Regions from separate parts of the Sus scrofa genome. Here region 1 is linked to region 2. The links are chromatin contacts, called in public HiChIP or PLAC-seq maps. All regions are on one chromosome and are shown on one strand. The core of a region is the stretch at or near the end of the contact, and the rest is flanking DNA. Distances in the headings are between cores, read along the strand shown.

Region 1 (7,034 bases), core at 53-2,552, 170 kb after region 2:
CATTACCAACATTAGAAACACTCATAAAAATTCTGTTTTCAGAATTTTCCCTTCAGTCTAAATTATTAGGGTTTGAGATAATTTTCAATGGAAGGCAGAAAACAGCTTTTCTATCAAATTAAACATCCAAATTTCTCTGATATATTAATTCTTAATGGAACAGTTACACCACTTTTTCTTTTAAAGGCAGCAGGCACTTCCATAAATCATTGTGTTCCTCCCCAAGATTTCCTTTTTAGGTATTTAAGGGTCTCTGTTATTATCATAATTTTTCACACAAAGAACCTGAGACCAGAGAGGCTAAAATGCTTTGTCTAAAGCAGAGTAGACTCAGCAGAGTATTCCTACAGCCTCCCAACACTTGTAAGAGTACATTCCATTTTATAATTAGAACAAATCCCAGGGCCCTGTGCCTAGGAAAAGAACTGGAATGAATATTAAATATTAAACATTATTGGCTTATTGAACTACTAATGTCCCTATCATTCAAAAAGCTCATATTAAAACTAACTTGGCACAACAACTTTCTGCTACAGTTAAGAGTGTATTTACCCCAACAGCATAATAACTAGTAAACTGATAAATTAGTGATCTGCAATACAGAATTCACATTTTTCTCATTTAAAAAAGTCTCCTGACAGAAAATCTGAAACTGACTTCAGACTCCTTGATTTTTAAGCCAATAGTATTGGAAGATGAAGCTACTACTTAAAATCTCTTGAGGGTCGGTGGCTGGTTTGGTAGGATGGGTGGTGAAGGAAGATACAGGAGATGGACATAAAGAGGTCCTGCCTGGAGGCCTATGTGAAAGCCAAAGTCCTTTTTACTTGTAACTTCACATTCTCAGACCCACATGCAGAGAGGGAGAATGGTCCCAAGATTCCATTGCCCATTATGGCAAGATCCACTATAGAAAGGAACCTTTGATTCATATTTTCCCATTTTTATAAATAAAAGGCCTAGGAGGCTAGCCCATAGCAGGAAGACTGGCATAAAAGGACAAGACCTTACAACTGAGAAGCACAAGCAACTTCTGAAGCTGGAGCCTGTAAAACATAAAGCGCTTTTGCAGCTGAGCACGTGTAGGATTTTAGGTGTGCAAATAGCGCATACTTGTTAAGAGCAGATCAACTGCTCTGCTACATAAAGAATTCTCCCCAGAGTTGTGGGGCTGGACAGGAATAGGTTCAGGGAGAAAGAGGTTGCCTTTGAGACCCAGACTGCTATGCATTTCCCATCAACCATAGTTCACCAGTGGCCCTGAATGTGTTGCCAGCTGTTAGTGGGACCTGGGGAAGGGATGAAGTTTCAAATCCAGGTTAACTTCAGAAACAGTTGACAAGTGCATATTGGAAGGGCTGAGAAAGTAAACCTCTGGTGACAGGCAGGATTGTGAGAAAGCACTGGGTTTCCACAAGTGCTAAAATTGAGCTTTTTCTGTAGCGCTAAGACATTGAGTTGTTAGCCAAATTACGAGTTAGTGGCATAATTAGTGCTGAAATAGAGATATTTTGATTCCTGGTTCTATGACTGCTCACATCATCATGTTTTTTTTTTTTTTAAGATACATGAAGAAGTTCCTGGTGGCCAGGGATTTCTACCTTGAAAGATAACCGAGAGCACAGAGTTGTCTACACAGGAGAATAAATTCTGGATTCTCACAGCCCCCCGGCCTCAGTTATAATTCTTTCTTTGACTTTTCAGCCTGATTTACCCACTTACTTTGATTACTGTCCAATCAGAAAGCCACTGCTGGTATGACACATCGGATGCAGATCGAATCTGCTTCTAAATCTAGGAAGCAAGTGTAAATTCCAACCTAGATGTTCAAAGATGACAGTAATATTAAAGTACTAAAGCCACAGAACATCTAGTCTTTGCAGGCTTCTGAATCAAACCTCTTTGATCTTAGTGATGACATTCATTTGCCTCTGAGGGTTATTACTCACAGCATTGGCTGTGGCACATAGCTCCATTCTCAGAAGGGGAAACCACTTGGGGTTTAGTGCTTTACCTGTCACCATCTTGAAGTTCTTAACAATTTATCTTTGAATGTGTTTTATAAGTGAAGTCCAGTGGGACAACAGAGGAAATGTTGGGAGATGGGAGCCTCATCTCGCATGTGGTCCTGCCTCCCGAGGAAAGAGGAGAGATTCTGCTATCCTGTCTGCTCCCCGTCCCTGCTCAGTGACCTCTGCCATCTGCCCTGGCAGAGGTCAGGGCACAGCTTGGAAGACTGGCCTGGCCCACACCCTGTGCACTGGGCCAGGGCTGAGGCCCAGCACCTGTGAGGGGCTGCACTCACCCCATGTAGATCCCCATGCCTGAAGGAGGTAAGAAGAACACCGTGAAGGGCCAAGAAAAAGCTTTTTCCTGCTTTTTGAACAGGAAGCCCCACATTTTTCCTTTGTGTTGGGCTCCCAAATTACATTCCTGTACCTGATTAGATACCTTATCTGGCAATCTCAAAGCCAAGTTGTTTTTAGATTCTTAATAACTACAGCATTATATGCTATAACTCTGAATTTACTAAAAGTATTCTTCGGTTTTAAGAATACTTTTTTTTTCTATTTTATTTATGTATTTATTTATTTTGCTTTTTAGGGCCACACCATGGCATATGGAAGTTCCCAGGCTAGGGTCTAATCAGAGCTACAGCTGCTGGCCTACACCAGAGCCACAGCAACTCGGGATCTGAGCCACATCTGTGACCTATACCACAGCTCACGGCAACACCACACCTTAACCCACTGAGCAAGGCCAGGGATAGAACCCACAACCTCATGGTTCTAGTCAGATTCGTTTCTGCTGTGCCATAACGGGAACTCCAGAACTCTTAATAGTAAATATAAAACCAGATATTTTTAATAGCTTAAGAGAGGGAAAGCCTCTACATTATTTTTGCTAGCAACAAAAATATTATTAACAATAGAAAAATTGGAACTGTTGTAATTTGACAGTATGTTGAATGAAATGGAAAAATGATGGAATTTCTTTTTTTTCACTGAAGGAGCCAGGGGGAAAAAAGTACTTATTTATCTATGGCAAAAATATTATCAGTCCATATTTTCTACCACATTGAGGAATGTTAAAAAAAAAAAAAAAAAAAAAACTCGGTACACCTCTCCAATGCTGGTGTTTGCTCATAAATAACTATAGTGTTTTTCCATTATCTATGTTAAAATGGCCATAGGCCAGTGACATCAAAGAAATCAAAAGGAAGCATAAGAAACAAGTATTTTTATCTGCTTCACATCTTAACATCTTACCTTGAGTTTGGCCAAAAGAAGTTCATGATCATGAAGAAGTTTTTTGGTTTCATCTTGATTACGTCCAATTTCTAGAAGATTGGGCTGTGATTCAGCCAATTGAAGTTGTACCCATTTGCCACACTAAAAATAAAAATGAAATAAAATGCACTTTTAGTTCCTCTTGTTCCTTCCCTTTCACCCTTCTCCTTTTTTCTTTTTTTAATTTCCAGTTATACTGTGAACACTTTATTCTTTCCACAGAGGTAGGCCTTATATAAACTGAAATAGAACAGGTCTAACATAAATCCATGCCCTGCCTTTTCTTTTTTTTTTTTTTCCTCTTAGCATAAATTCTTTTCTCTTAGCATATTGGATTTAAATTAAAACCTCCCAAATGAGGAACATACACCATAGACTATTATTATGCAATAGACTATTACTATTCTAATAGTACAAAATTATAGAACAATTCAAAATTTTACATTCTCTGACTTAGAAAACTGAATTCTCTAAAAATAGTGACTTGAACTAGTAGGGGGCAAGCTTCACCAAGAGGTAAAGGTTCCATATGTTCAACTCAGGCCGATTAGTGTCTTTACATGGACCTTCTTAATCAGAAAGAATAAATAGCAGATCAAGATTTGTTTAGCTTATTTCAAAGTTAAAATGTAATATCTTCCAAATTTTGTGGTTGAATATTTAGCAAAGTATGGACAACACTGTCAGTGAAATTAGATATCTGACAACTGCCATTTGAATAGTCAATGTTTTCCACACTCAGGACCCTTTCACTGCTCTAAGATATAATGCATCATTGCATTTCTTAAGGACTTGCTTTTCTAAGAATCAACAGTCAGTTAAACAAGAGGAACTACCATCAGGCATGTGCATGTGACTGGGTGAATGGTTGAAGAGAAATGAGAAAACCATGTGTTTATTCCAGATCATTAGTGCCCTGAGATTGGAAACGAGAAGCCCATATAGGTCAGACAAGGCACTTCTATTCCTTGAAGATGGACTTTCCACTTCGAATAGCTTGGGGTTGGGTTTATTTTATATGGAACAGCAGTGAATTAAGGGAAACAGGGAGGGAGGGTGGAGGGAACATTTTTAGAAAAACAGTTCAGTTAAAATAAGAGTTTCCAGTATAATTTTAGAGGCTTTTTTTTCTTACTGCCAATTTACCTATGATTCTTTATCATTTTGTCTATACCCATTCTTCCTCACCCTACTCTAAAAAGTATTTCATATCTCAGGAAAAGAGAAATTAACCTTTTTTTTTTTTCTTTTTAGGGCCACACCCACAACATATGGAGGTTCACAGGCTAGGGGTCAAGTTAGAGCTGCTGGCCTATGCCAGAGCCACAAAAATGCAGGATCCAAGCCATGTCTGTGACCTACACCACAGCTCACGGCAACCCTGGATCCTTAAACCACTGAGTGAGGCCAGGGATCAAACCTTCATCCTCATGGATGCTAGTCAGATTCGTTAACCACTGAGAGATGACAATGACTCCAAAGTCAACTTTTTTAAAAATAGTAATTTTGCCTCTTTTCCCTCACTGCTAAAATCTGCAGTTACTCAAAGCATCATAAAATCACATGTAAATTATCAATTTTTGCTACTTTTGCTTCAGGCTTCTTTCCGAGACCAGTCATTGCCTTTGAAAATAGATAGAGGTCAAGGGAATCAGCAGAGGCCCTGTTTATGTGAGACCAAGTTTTAAGAACCCTGGGGAATCTGTCTTGGTCAGAACACTTTGCATTCAATGCTTCTAGAGTGAATCATTTTGCTCAATGTCCAGTGCTGCTTTTCTGTTACAAATTTTCATGTTAACATAAAATTCTTCAAAGCAATTAAGTGAAATTAAACAGGACTTCTCATCCATGCTTCTTACAAAAGGGCAGAAAAGACATTCAGGTAAGCCTGGGGGGGGGTCTTGAAAGTTATCGGCTGGTGGGCACCAGCTTTTTTGCTGGATCCCCTTCATTAAACACTGAATTCTTGAGGTCTAAATCTAGGCATAATGCTTCAGGGATTTTTGCAGGACATTTCCATAGGAAATAAAATCATAGATGCCTTCTTTAACCTTAAGATGTGTGTCATCTGTACAAATAAATGGCCAAAATGCTTGACATAAAGTATGCAAAAACTTTTAAGCCCCAAGTGGCTTCAACTTCCTGCAGTTGAGAACAAAACTGACACATGCCCTTTGCACCTTCCCTGGTAGGGTCTTCATTACCCCAACAATGTGACAAGGATTTACTAGTGCCTCTGCCACCTCAAAACCAATGCTTCAGAATGCACATGTCACGGTCTCTTATTAGGTGTTCCCTGAGCTCCGTCATGTTCGAAACAATGCCACCCCTATGTGCTGGCATCCCCCTCTTTCCTCCTTCATCACATCCACTCTTAAAAGTCATAAACATTTCACAGGTCCACTGGACTCTTCAGCCTGGCAACCAGGAACTTGTAATCACAAATGCTTGGTCTTTAAAAACCAAAGTATATGTAGAGTTTGTTGTTGCTGGTTTTTTTTTTTTTTTTTTTTTTTTTAAATCAAGCTTCTGTAGATGTTTTCTGACCAGCTGATAGAGAAACTCTAGTAACTGTCTGAAACTTAGAAGAGGTTTCTCTTAGTTGCCAATTTAAGAAAGCAATTAAGATGTACTTGCTGGGTTTTCTTCTAGGTGCTGTAACTGCCGGTGATGTGGAATGTTGTTTAGGATTATTAACACACAGCAAGAATCCCACAGCCACACAGAAGAAAGGAAGTTGTTAGCTTACCTTTATGACAGCTATAACGATTTTGGAGTCCCCAGCCTGCACAGCTACTGAACTGACTGTTGTCGTAGAAAATTCCACACCGGGACTTCCACGGCTGGACATGGTATGTTAGAACCAGCGTTTATGCTTTGGGCAGCCTCTGTACAGATGTTTGTCTGCTGGTCATTTCAGGAGGCAACCACTGGGGTTACTTGGATTCATTCAGGGAAAGAGCTCTGCTCGCACTGATTACTCTGCCAAAAGGAAAGAACAGGAGGTTAAAAATAGACAACCCCATTGAGTTTATCATGAGAGAGAGAGAGGAAAGAACGAGAGAGAATAACCACACCCCTAGTATGGTAACACTGAGTGCCTGTTATTTTAGCCATTATCTTAAACGCAGAGGGCAGCTTCTAGCTCTCTTCCTATCAGCTGATGTTTGATAGCAAATGGAAAAAGAATTACATCCTGACAACCCAAATTACTTTAGTCATTGAATCTATACAGTATGGTGGACTTTGAAACCAAGCAGTCATTAACCAGGGTATCAATCTTTGCAAAGTTTTTGAAGTCTCCTTCATGCAAAGAAAATTCCCAAAAATGTATTTTAAAAAAAGTTCTGGTATTTGGGGATTAAGCCACAAAACTCTTTGAAACACATTTTTAGATTAATCTGCTTTTCTAAAACGTACTGTGCTTTGAAATGCTCACATTTTCTCAGAGTCTCAAATTTCTTAGGGACAGTTAAAAAATATTTAAGTGAGTATTTCTGAATAGATATTTACCATTTCAGGGTTTCTTTGCAACCCTATATTCCACTGAACAGTATTTTCAAGTTGAGTTATCATAACCACTAGGAATTAATATACTTTGCTGTTACCTTTTAATTGCAGCAGGAAAACTTTTAATTTTTTAAGTTTAACATTATATATATTCTGCTACACTTTTTTTAAAGGATATCATTGTACTTCAGATTTGATTTTCATTTTCTCCCACACCCTAGGCACGAAAATTAT
Region 2 (6,934 bases), core at 878-3,377:
TCTGTGCCCTTCTCCATATTCAAGAAGGATAAACAAATTGATAGGCAACTCACTCTTTATGTTATCAGCAAAGAGGAGTACAAAGAAAACATAAACATTCTCAGATTGTATAGAAGCATTTAACAGCCAAGAATGAACAATGTCATGGTTGATAAATTTGAGCTATGACAAGGAGAGTCAGAAAAACATTAAAATTCCTTTCAATGACAGCAAATAAATTATTTGGGAGGGAATAAAGGCTATTCACATGCTGGATTTTAGACTAATAATGCAGACAAATATATCTGCCCTAGAAAATGCTTGCTTTTTCAAAATGCTTATTTCAAAATCTACATATTGTTAAAACAAAACCTTGACCTTATCTTTAACGCTTCCCAAAGACAACGATCTATGAAGCCCCAGCCTAATTGCATACATGGAAATTAAACTGATGTAATTTTTGCACCTGCCACAACAATACTTAATCAGTGTTGTTTATTTTATATGGTAAATGAAATTGTTGAACATGAGTTTTAAATTACAAGCAAAGAGACCACATAAAACATTTAAATTGACAAATCAATTTAGCAATATTCTAAAGTAGAAACTTCAAAGTTTGGAAATGATTTCTCTATTAGGACTCAGGAAAATATTTAAAAGTATTATTCGGTTGGTATATTTATGAAATAAACAGTATTTTTGACAGATTATGTTTTAATATACATGTATTTGATATTAGTGGGAAAGGAAAAATGAGGTCAATTTTATAGGATTAAGATATAAAGGGACTATATCCTTAGTTAATCACGTAAATGTTTGGCAGGAACTTCTTTTTTCCTGAAGTCATAATCTGACTATAGGTGTAATAACTACTACATCTGAGGAAACCAGAGATTCTTGCATTAAAAACATGTCCTCAACATAGTTATTGTTTAATGAGCACAGAGTCCCTCTTTGGGGCGATGAAAAAGTTCTGGAAATGAATAGTGGTGGTGGTTGTACAAAAATGCAAATGTATCACTTAATCATTCCCTTAAAATGGTTAAGATGGTAAACTTTATGTTATGTGCATTTTAGTATAGTTAAAAATACAATTTTTATTTTTAATACAAATAAAAATAAAATAATAAAATGAAAGAAAAAAAATATGTCCTGTCACTAACATGTATCCACTGTGAAATAAAACTTTGTATTCTTTTTTCCCTTATTGGACCCTGATTTATAAACTTCAGTTTAAAGAATAGAAGATTTGCATTTCTCTAATAATGAGTGATGTTGAACATCTTTTCATGTGTTTTTTTGGCCATATGTATGTCTTCTTTGGAGAACTGTCTGTTTAGATCTTCTGCCCATTTTTGGATGGGGTTGTTTTTTTGGTATGGAGCTGCAGAAGATGTTTATAAATTTTGGAGATTAATCCCTTGTCAGTTGATTCATTTACAAAGATTTTCTCCCATTCTGTGGGTTGTCTTTTCATTTGTTTAGGGTTTCCTTTGCTGTGCAGAAACTTTTAAGTTTGATTAGGTCCCATTTGTTTATTTTTGTTTTTATTGTCAATACTCTAAGAGGTGGATCTGAGAAGATGTGGCTGTTGTTTATGTCAGAGAGTGTTTGGCCTATGTTTTCCTCTAAGAGTTTTACAGTGTCTGGCCGACTGAACTTCTTTGCAGAACAGATGCTGACTCACAGACATTGAAAAGCTTTTGTTCTCCAGAGGAGACAGTTTGGGGGGTAGGGGGATGTGCTTGGGTGGTGGGATGGAAATCCTGTGAAATTGGATTGTGATGATCATTATACAACTACAGATTTGATAAATTCATTGAGTAATAATTAAATTTAAATTAAATTAAATTAAAAAAAATAAAGAATGGAAGAGGGGCTCTGTCATAAACCTGATAATCACTGGGTTACATCTACCTGTTTAAACAGGAAAGATCAACATCTATTTGAAAACTATGTGATGAATGACAGAAGGCTAAGCTTTAACACTTTAATTCTAAGCCATGACACTTTACGTCTACTTTGGATTAAGAAATTTAAGACTGATAAATGAGTGCAATTTTATTTCTGTTTGCTTCAGAATGTATGCACCTCCACTGAAGATGATTTATAAGGCCAAAGAATGTTCATGCCGTTATGGGTATGTGAAATGGGATCAGTTTCTTTCTGACACACGAGCTCTTTTGACAAAGTTGCTGGCACTTTTCTCTTTTGGTCCCACTGGAAACTCACTTTAAAATCCTGTACCTTTCCCAGCTCAAATTCAGAATTATTGCAAATACAAGGTGGAAGGCAGAATGCATGAACTATCTTCAGCAATCAGATTTTCAGAAAAATCTAGCCTTGCTTAATTTTCTTACCTACACATTCCAATATGAAAACTTAACTTCCCATCTAATCCCCACATAACTTGTGATCATATTTTTAAAGGAACTGAGCACTGTGATTGCTCGGCTATGGTATCGTTGTTCACGCAGCTGTTTCTAACTTTAGTTAGCTTGTCAACAATGGGGAATGGTGGAGATGGCTAGGGCAACTGCTCAACTGGAGCTCAGAAGCAGGAAAAAACACCCAAAGCCGTGGGCAAGAGAAAGTGTACTGTATTCAAAATCTTTAAATGGTGTTATAATTCATATTAAGAAAATTTCTGAAAATCTTCAGAAAATCAAGAGAAAGGTATTTTCTCAAAAGAATAGTGTGATTTTCCTATCTTTCCACTTGTTCAGCTCCTCCTTATTTGCTGTGGAATAAGCAGACTAATTTAATAGAGCTATAATTAGAAAAAAGTCATTAAGACCTTAAAACTGTAGTTCTTCTGAAACTTCTGAACCTATAGCAGAATAAGCATCTTTCTCAAATTTCCTAGGGAGAACTAAGCCTCTCTTGGTTCAGGAATAAACAAAACTTCTTAGAGAAGAAGCAAAAGGGAATAAGATGGTTGACAATGAGACAGGCTTGCTATTTTTATTCTTGACGAAGCTGGTTGAGGCAACTTTGGCGCAAGAATGTATTATTTGTGAGTCTGTTGCTGGCAAAGCCAATTTATGTGAGGGACATAGGACATTTTACAGCTAAGAACATGTATTTAAAACAAAAGCCTTTCACCATAACTATGGTGCGTAATTGGTCAGAAGCAAAAATACAAAACAAGCAGTCCATTTTTCTTAATGTCTATATCTTGCCCACCATTTTGCCTGCTCCAGATAAAAAGCTTTCCGATGCTCATTTTTACAGAGCAAAAGCTGCAGTTATCACTTCCCAGGCATGCTTGTATTTGAAATGAAGGGACTGAAAGTCATAATTTAACCTGAATGACTTGCTATAATAATTAATAATAGAATATTCAGCTTTAGTGCTGGAGAAATTTTAGGACAAGACTTTCTTGGCCTCTGTCCATTCAGCAACCACATGGCTGTCTTCCTGTGCTTAGGACTAGCCTTGTAGAAGCAGGAAGTGGGGCAGCTCAGACGGAGAAGACAATGGCTCCATTTGAAATTGCAGGTGGCAGTATTTCTCAGTAACAGTTATTTTATCCCTTCTGAAAGTTCTGTGTGTTCACAGTTTATTTACATTTTATTTTCTGGAAAAGTTAACCATGATTTTAAACCTCAGCTCTCAGCAGAAATGATCACAACCTTATCAATCAACTGTACTTCAGTCACATTTTAAAAAGTGAAAAAAAAAATTCAGCCCTCTATAGGAATGGTGGTTTTGTAGATGTTAAACACCAAACTTGTAACAGATTTTAACCCTACAGGATGGGCATTTTCATAAAAAACTGTAATCGCTCCTATCCTCTTATGTATATTGTCCAGACTCACAGAGGGGCCTAGAAATGAGTGGCTGTGACTGTGAAGTCCCCTGGGCTTTAAGTTGCCCTAGATTCTTAGTTTCCTAAGGACTTTTGTGTTCTTATGGTCTGGCACACAGTAGCCATATAATGATATTTGTTGAACAATGATAATTAATTTTTTTCTTAAAATAATGAATTAAGATCATCAATCTGGAAAATAATAACTATCTACACTATACCACAGTGCTGCTCCATCAGGTGTTTTGCCCATCTACACCGTCTTTTTCTGCTTCTTTTCCTGCCAGCCAGTGGCTGTCCATAGTCATTTTGTCAACAGCAAAGCACTATACAATATGAGAAGGTTTAATGCTATCAGTTGTGTATGTGTCTATAGCCATACCATTCCCATATCCTAATTTACTGCTGCTAATATGCCTCATCTCCCTGGACCTTAGGTGACTGACCTATCCAACCTGACAAAAGAATCTGTGTGACTGGAACAAAAGACTCTGGCATATGTAGAACATATACCTACAGGCATATATATATTGTCCATTTCTGTTCCCTTCCTGATGGGTAAGAGGTTGCTACAGTGTCAAAATCTCAGGCTGAAGTAATATAATTATACAAAAGCTTCCATTTGCAAAATTTATTTGAGAAAATGAATGCCAACCCAATTCCGTCATTGCTATTCTTTTCAGCAAAGTAATTGTTTGTGACCCATAATGAGACTCCAGTGACAAATTTCCATTAACATCATGTAAATGTAAAGGTGATTTTTTTTCAGTCAGTTTGCAAGAATAAAACATGCTCGATATTAAGTTATTACATTTCTAAAGAAGACGTGTAAAGAATAAGTAACTGATGAAGTTCGGTCATGTTAAATGGCAGAGAATGTCTATAGTGCTTTCTGTATTAACAAATTATTTGTATGGCCAGGCCAGCAAATGTATAGCGAGAGTCAATCTTCATGCATAAAAATGTACCTTTGTGTGAAACGTGTAGAAAAAACTCCACAAAATCTGGCTATCTTAAGTCTGTTTTCAAGAAGACGTGGAGAAAATGAGGTTTTACAATTAACTATGTCTTCTATACTATACAAATTAGACATAAATAATATTTTACCCAAAGACAATCAAGGCAAAAAAACCCCACAAAACACATGGTTCTTTGTCTTTAAGGAATATCATATTGCATTAAAAAAAATTACACATAGAACACCTCACTTTATTTTGCCTTGAGGTATTGAGTTCTTTTCTAAGGGCCTTTAGTGCTGTTAAAACCATGTAAATTATGGCATCTTCAAAAAGTAGTCTGGTTGAAATAACCAGGTGAACTGTGGTACTATACCAGATCATAAGAACAGTTTGCAAAAAAATATACTAGAAAACAAAGATAGAAGAAGAAAACATAGTTAAAGGATACATTTAACATCAGACCATGCAATAGTTGAACAGACTCAGGCAGTAACTGAATGATGAATTTTGTGTTTAGCAGGTGACAAGTTGGTGCCCAATAAATGTTGGTGCCCAATAAATGAGCTTCTGGCCCAAAGCCAGAAACACTATGAGCAGAAACTCTGCAGTCCTGCAGCATATGCTCAAGTGAAAAATGTGTACTCTTCAATTTTCTCATCTGAAAAATGAAAATCCTCCAAAATCAGTTTTAAATCAGAATCAGTGAAGTCCCAAGAAGCACTTGAAGCACATTGGAAGTAAAACAGTATGTTTTAAAATCAACTTAAAAAGTCAAATGCTGTGCTTGGTCTAGTTCCCTGGTGGGATATTTGACTTTATTTTTTTATTTTTAATTCATTTTTTTTTTGTCTTTTGTCCTTTTAGGACTGCACCTGTGGCATAAGGAGGTTCCCAGGCTAGGGGTCTAATCGGAGCTGTAGCTGCCAGCCTATGCCACAGCCACAGCAATGCCAGATCTGAACCATGTCTGCAACCTACACCACAGCTCATGACAATGCTGGGTCCTTAACCCACTGAGCGAGGCCAGGGATCGAACCCGCAACCTCATGGTTCCTAGTTGGATTCGTTTCTACTGTGCCATGACAGGAACTCCAAGACTTTATTTTTTTATACAAAAAAATAGTATAACAAATTTCTTTTAATTTTAATTTTTAAGCACATGTACCAAATACTAATAATGACAATAATAATAAAAATGTCTAGGTGTCAAATATTACAACATAGACTCTGGCTCTGACATTCTCAGTACAAACTGGAACATAAACGTCTTTTTTATTTTTCTTGGCCATGCCTGCAGCATGGTGAAATTCCCAGGGATTAAACCCAAGCCATAGCAGCGACCCAAGCTGCTGTAGTGACAATGCTGGATCCTTAACCTGCTGAGCCACAAGGGAGCTCCAACACATATCTTTATTTTACTGAAGAGTGCTGAAAATATTCTTTCTGATTATTGTGCCATTAGGCTTGTGCTTGGAAAGTACATGTTGTGCATGATATACTGTGACATGCCTTCTAAGTCTCTATAAAAAGGGATGTAGAGAAGGGCCAAAATTTTTCAAAGATCCTTTAAATAGGAAACTGCAACTTTCATCAAAGGTTAGTTAGATATGAAGTAGAAGCAAATGGGAAGACTCACTCTCTTAATATTTAAGTTTCCATTTAAGAGATATCTGATTCCTAAATCGAACCCGCAAGTATCTGGTTTCTTGCTCCTGTTACGGTACAGACAATCCTGGGGTATCCCTACTATGACTGGAAGGGACATCTGTCTTCCCAGCCGGCTGGCTCCCAGCACAGGCTTATCACGAGGCAGCCCTGTAAATAGAACCACTGTGGGCAGGGCTTGAACAGGGAGACCCAGCTCCATAAATGCCACAGCGCTTCAGGAAGAGGGAGACTGAGCCATAGGCAGCTGGTAATTATAACACTTAGCCGGCTCTCTTGTGCTTTCAATAAAATAGGGCTGCACATCATAGCAGGGAGAGAGATTTTCAGCAAAATGTTTGCAAATGTTTATCCAAAAAAAGAAGATAAGGAAGAAGGGGATGGAGGTAGGAGAGGAGGAGAAGAAAGAAAAAGAGGACAGACAATAACTTTGGGAAAAGACAGTAAAAAAAAAATTATTTCTATGGCTGTGAATCTAAATTTTATAGCCCTGGGGAGAATTAAGTTTGTTTTCCTTAAT

What was found. HiChIP or PLAC-seq counts read pairs in DNA pulled down with a chosen protein or histone mark.
Region 1: an H3K27ac HiChIP or PLAC-seq map of skeletal muscle shows a contact between it and region 2. The contact joins two enhancer-like sites. A contact is called at or near these places in 1 of 47 Hi-C or Micro-C datasets (embryonic fibroblasts) and 1 of 2 datasets of contacts at active chromatin or transcription factors (skeletal muscle).

The regions. Positions count from the first base shown.
Region 1 is chr15:84,727,764-84,734,797 of Sscrofa11.1, forward strand. CCDC141 (coiled-coil domain-containing protein 141) reads right to left here. Exons shown (of 28, transcript XM_021075317.1): 4 at 6,040-6,272; 5 at 3,270-3,392. The coding sequence starts at 6,141. LOC110257008 (a long non-coding RNA gene) reads left to right here and starts at 6,220. Exons shown (of 3, transcript XR_002339133.1): 1 at 6,220-7,034. Within about 2 kb of position 1,303, at least 6 of the 83 cell types and tissues checked have an H3K27ac peak or open chromatin away from gene starts, as enhancers often do. A contact at or near this core is called in skeletal muscle, where this site is marked.
Region 2 is chr15:84,560,199-84,567,132 of Sscrofa11.1, forward strand. All of the region lies in intron 20 of CCDC141 (coiled-coil domain-containing protein 141), which reads right to left. Among named protein-coding and RNA genes, the nearest start is that of TTN, 62 kb to the left of the region's middle. Within about 2 kb of position 2,128, at least 3 of the 83 cell types and tissues checked have an H3K27ac peak or open chromatin away from gene starts, as enhancers often do. A contact at or near this core is called in skeletal muscle, where this site is marked.